2 separate regions of the Mus musculus genome follow, and region 1 is linked to region 2. Evidence: chromatin contacts called from public promoter capture Hi-C data. All regions are on one chromosome and are shown on one strand. Each heading gives the region's core, a stretch centred on a gene start, on an enhancer-like site or on the middle of the called end of the contact. The rest is flanking DNA. Distances are from core to core; before and after follow the strand shown.

Region 1 (2,700 bases), core at 83-2,582, 1.0 Mb before region 2:
GGCCGGAGAGCCGACGACGAGAGCACAGCTAAAGAACCCGAACCCCAGAAATCCTCCCCCGGGTGGCTGGGCGTGACCCCCAGAATTGTGCACCCTCCTGAGGCTTGGGCAGCACTCGTACCCCCAGCTCCTCAAGGTTTGCTTTGTTTTCAAATTTCGCATCGAAACGCCGGGTCTGAGACGCCTTTGTCCTCCGGTGGAGGCCAAGCTCTGGAGTCCGTGGGCTCCCTCCTGCCGAGTTTCCCGCGCGGGTGGGCGCAATGGGGCCTGCAAGGCCAGGCCGCAGCCAGGAGCGCGCCGGGAGCGAATGGCTCCAGCGTCGCTTCACAACCCGCTCCCTGCGAAACCCGCCCCCCCCCCATCAGCCCAGCTAGGAACGGGGACTGGGTGGTGCAAGACCCCCGCTCTGGGAAATGGACCGGTCCCCGGACCACGCCACGCGGGTCTTGGCCTGAGCCCGCGTGCTGCCCAGAACGCGCAGCATGAAGACGCCCCACTGTTCAGCCCCCCTCCTCCATCCCAACTCCCCCAGAGAGGGAAAAAAAGGGAAATGTTCTGAAAAGAATTAAGTCTGTGGGGAGCGGAACCTGAAAACCTGCCAGTACCCCTCTAATCTCCTGTCCCTTCACTGAGGCCCGGAAAGCCGTGGCCACGGAGAGCCGACCGTTCCCTGCGCCACGGAACGACCGGGCGGAGCCCATTCAAGATTGCTGGGGGAGGGGAGTAAGATGGGGGAGCAAATAATTGGGGTTCGCTCCTGGTTCCTCCAGAACTGGGCTCTCACTGACTGTCCATTCGGGGCTACCCGCGAGGCTCTTGCTGAACGAAGCTTGGCGGTCTCTGTCCTGTCTCGATAATTTATTTTTAATGCAGGGTGTCGATCGAGACAACAAGCGCTCAGAGCAAAGCAAGGACGCATTACGGGGGGAATTTTAAACCGATCGATAAAATTTTTCAGAAGAAAAAATATCGTACTCATATATATAGTCCATCTTTTAAAAAAAAGCCTTTCAACATCATAACGGATTTTAAAAGGGAAGCTCTATTATTTAACATCACAATCCTGAATTTCTTTTGCTTAAAAATGTAAACCCCCAAAAACCAAAATAATATAATAAAATAATAAAAATAGCAAAAAAAATTAAAAATGAAAGCAATTTGAGTTACTTACTGGAGGCTGTTTCCTGGATACAATTGAATGCAATACAATTAAATCAGTAAATGTGACTTTGGTTTGTATTCCTATTGGTATTTTCAATGTGCTGACTGTTGCACTGTGAATGCACGGCTTCCACAACAACGACTCTAGCGAGCCCATCCAGAGCGGCTCTCAAACCTGCAGCCCGGCGCGGCGAGCCACGGGCCCTGCATACTAATAAGCTCGTGCCACTCAGCCCGGAGCAGCCCGAGCGCTGATTGGCTGCTCGGCCCTCCACGGCCCTGAGCTCGTGCCACTCATTCGGCGTAAACAGGCCTCCCAATAGGCTGGCGCCGGGCCAGGGAGCTGCCAATCAGGGAGCAGCAGGGCTACTACCAAGCCTGATGGCGCCTAATTCAAGCCCAGCGACTGCGCAGCTCCTTTGCGCAGATCATTGCTGCTGAATGGGAATGTGGTGGCGCAGGGCGGGAGAGGAGCTAGGGATAGTGAGAACGGGTGTCCGTGTCCAGGGGAGACTTGTGGTTTTGTTTTTCCATAATTTGTCAGGTGTAAGGTTTGGGGCATTTTTATTTGTTTTTATGCACAAAATAAAAAAGAAGAAATAGCCTCACGCTGTAAACCAGATGCTCTGTCCATACCAAGGGTCTGTTTGGCAGGTGGCAGAACCTGCTGCACGTAGGCCCAACTTCCAAGCGCAGATTCTGAGTTACCCTGATGTACCTCCACTCCCAGGCGCCCCCCACCCAAACTAGGAATACACTTCTGCCTGAGGCATGCCCACAGGCTCCATATATGCCCTTCTTCCCCCTGCCCGAGAGGCAGATGTACCTTTCTTCGCCAGCCATCTATCTGTCCGCTCTCAATTATTATCTCCCTCCGCCACACTTTGCAGCGTAGCAACAATCGAAATGAAAATCGAGGCTCTGTTGCCAAGATAAGGATTTACTTTTTCTATCAGCCCCTAGATTTTAAAAATATCTTCACTTGATAATTTTAGGGGTGGTTGTCATGGTGTGAAAACCATGCTTAGCATTTCTCAGGGCCTGTCCCTGCATATTCGCAAATTTCTCTCTACAATGGAAAACAGCCTCTAAACAATTCTCTTTATCATAATCAGAATCAAAGCGCTTTTAAAATATTCTGCAAGCAAATATTTCGGTTAGAATTTGGTTGCCTACCCAAATGTTATTTATTCTCAAGAAGTAGAGGTGATGTCTTAGTGGCGATGAATACATAATTTCTGCTTCTCTTTTTCTCTGTGTGTTGGGGGGGAGTATTTAAGTAGATGCCAATCGACACAGCTATATTCCTTTGGATTTTTCCAGTCTCTTTCCTGCGTGGACACAAAGGAGTTAAATCTGAGATCTGTGGTCTCCTCTCTTTCCCCGCCTCCCTTGCTTCTGCAAAACGGTCACGATTGGTTGGCACTTTGCCAGCGGGCTGTCCATCACTAAGTGTAAACAAGGCGCTGATTGGCTGTTATCCAGTCCGCACCGGGCCTCCTGAAAAAAGCAATTACTGGCTCCGCGGTTTCAAGGCTG
Region 2 (2,700 bases), core at 50-2,549:
CACACGTGATATGTGGAGGAGCTCGGTGTCTGACCAGGATCCTGGAAATATAATGTGAGGCTGCGTGCTAACCCACTCTGACTCCTGCTGGCCTGCTGCCATGTTCCTGCCCTGCTGCCACCTGGCAGGCTTCCCCGTGACAAATGGGTAAGAGGCCAGGGCACAGGATGCTGGTGGATCCTGTAGGCTGTTTTAGGCTGGTGGACTTGGGGAGGAGGGATTGGGACTGTGTGGTGGACAGAACCTTTGCCCCTAACCTCCAGTGGGCCTGCTCTCCGATGACAGGAAAGGCAGGTGGGAAGAAGGGCTCACTTGACCCCACCCCCAGTTCCGTCAGCCACTGCCACAGCAGTAGGAAGCTCAGATCTATGAGGGCCCCTTTAGCAGGGAACAGCTGCATCCTGAAGAGGTGGGGAGCCAGGGTGACTTGACCTTGGCGTCCAAGGGAATAATTCAATTATGGATAGGGTCCTAGTTTTCCCAGAGGGCCTCTAGATCACCAAAGACCGGAGGCTGTTCTTTGTCCCTGCTTTCTTGTTTGTGTAGAGGAGCCTATGACATCACAGATCAGCCTCTGTCTGGTCCCTGGCTTGGGAGGACACACCAAGGGACAATAGAGGATAGATACCCAACCAAGCCCTGTTTATGGGACAGGCAGGGTTTGCCATGACAGTAGGGGCTGTGGCGAGAAGCCAGAGCTTGGGTAAGGAGGGCTGCACTGTGAGACATGGCTGCCCAGCTGCACAAGTACCCTACAGAGTCTACAGTGTGCTTGGAGACAGCCCGGGAACACTAGCTCTGATCACCCAGTGCCGCTTGGACAGACGAACGCTGGGCTGCTGAGTGGGGAGCTCCCCAACCCCCACTCTTCATGCTCACGGTGTCCAGCAAGCGTTTCGAGGCGGAGCTGGAAACCTGGGCAGCTGACGTGTCTTTATTTGTGCAGCTGGAGAGGGATCAGAACAGATAAGAGCTCTGGGGGTGTGGTGTGTGCGGCACGCAGCGCGTGTGTGCCTCCGGTATTCGTGACCTGTGTGCCGCAGAGCTAGGTCTTGGGGGCTCCCTGCACATACAGAGAGGTTGGAGACCCCCACCCGCAGTGTTGATTGAGGACTGCCATTCTGTCCAGACTGGCCCTGGTGTGGTGCTGGCCACCCAGGCTGCTGAGTGTTGCCTGCCCTGCTCAGCTCTCTTTCTCTGGGTTCCTGCCAGCAGTTTTCCCCAGCTGGGGTTAGGGATGACTTATGGGCCCTGAGCAGAAAATTACTGTCAGAGCCAGAACCCCAGAGACAGGACCTAGGCAGGGCTTTGCTGGCTGCTGTGCCTCTCATTTGCTCTCCTCACCACAGGGTGGCAGGTATGGCAGCCAACACAGCAGAAGCCTTGGTGTGAGCAGGGAGCTGGGAAGAGACACTCAGAGAGGGCAAGGGAACAATCCTCACAGCCCCTCCCTCCCCACTGCCCCCTCCCCACAGCCCCTCCCTCCCCACTGCCCCCTCCCCACAGCCCCTCCCCCCCCACTGCCCCCTCCCCACAGCCCCTCCCTCCCCACTGCCCCCTCCCCACAGCCCCTCCCTCCCCACTGCCCCCTCCCCACAGCCCCTCCCTCCCCACAAACCCAGCTCACCCCTTCCCTGGGCAAGCTCTGGCCCTAGCTGGTTAGGGAAGAGCCCTGGGGTGGACCTGGAGTTCTAAATAGCTTCAGTCACTTCCCATAGCAGCAGAAGCAGGGTGTGTGTGCCTGGGGTTCCTGGTGAAGTCTCAGAGCCTGTATCTAGGGGAGGAGGCTGCTTGCAGGAGGCTCACTCTCAAGGCTTTGGAAACAAGCTGTGGTTTGCAGAAGGGTAAGGCCATATGCACCCGGCGAGAACTTCTGGGCTGGGTAACAGTCTCCCAGAGTCCTGCTGTTTCTGATTGGAGATGGGTTGTGTGTTGTTATGCGTCATTCATGGGTTTATTCATATGGTGGTGGTGACGGTGTAGAGAGGAGGCTAGTGGAGCTCCTGACCCCCTGCCTCTCCCTGAACTGCGCCTGTGACGACTTGAACCATTGGAGCGGTGGTAGTGAGATCCCTGGATCCTATGTGTGAATGCATACGTGTTCCTCAGGTGTGCAGCATGGATATGTCTGAAGGGCACCGATGAGAACATGGAACGTGTAGGTCCAGGGCCACAGCTAAGGGCCCCAAATATCTCAGCATTATGAAGTTATCGTTGATTTGCCCCTTTTTATCATTCACCCATAAAAACATTCACAGTAATAAAACCGCTATACATGTACACTCTAAACTGGAGGACAGTCAGCTCCCAGGCTTTGCCAGGTAGATATATGATAGATGAAAAGTGGCTCTTTGAACATTAAAGATATAAGAAAAAGCAAGATAAAAGATGAACTGCGCGGTTTGTGGCTTGAGGAGAATTCCGGGAACATGAAAAGAAGTCAGGAGTCGCAGAGACAGGCTCCCATCCATTTAGAAGTAAACGGGGGACTTCTGTCCTTCAGAGTAGGCGGTTCGTGGCAAACACCGGTAAGGTGGTGCCCAGCACAGGGTCCAACAGTCCTAGTCCGCTCTCTTTCTGTGTCGAAGACCATGACCAAAAAGGAAAGGGTTAATTTCCACTTCCACACACCTTTCAAAGTCAGGGCAGCAAATGCTTCCTGGCTGGCTCCTCCTGACTTGCTCGGTTTGCTTTCTTAGA

The links. Promoter capture Hi-C pulls out the DNA fragments that hold promoters and counts their contacts.
Region 1: a promoter capture Hi-C map of liver shows a contact between it and region 2, with 3 times the contacts expected there. The contact joins the promoter of Bahcc1 here to the enhancer-like site in region 2. A contact is called at or near these places in 6 of 39 promoter capture datasets (cranial neural crest, hippocampal neurons, liver and 2 more), 1 of 484 Hi-C or Micro-C datasets (liver) and 1 of 115 datasets of contacts at active chromatin or transcription factors (pancreatic cancer cells).

Annotation. Positions count from the first base shown.
Region 1 is chr11:120,231,579-120,234,278 of GRCm38.p6, reverse strand. It overlaps Bahcc1 (BAH domain and coiled-coil containing 1), which reads right to left and starts at 1,332. Exons shown (of 28, transcript NM_001347621.2): 1 at 1,172-1,332. 2900052L18Rik (RIKEN cDNA 2900052L18 gene) reads left to right here and starts at 2,662. Exons shown (of 2, transcript NR_151480.1): 1 at 2,662-2,700.
Region 2 is chr11:119,213,755-119,216,454 of GRCm38.p6, reverse strand. All of the region lies in intron 1 of Tbc1d16 (TBC1 domain family, member 16), which reads left to right. Among named protein-coding and RNA genes, the nearest start is that of Tbc1d16, 13 kb to the left of the region's middle. Within about 2 kb of position 1,299, at least 191 of the 459 cell types and tissues checked have an H3K27ac peak or open chromatin away from gene starts, as enhancers often do. A contact at or near this core is called in liver and pancreatic cancer cells, where this site is marked.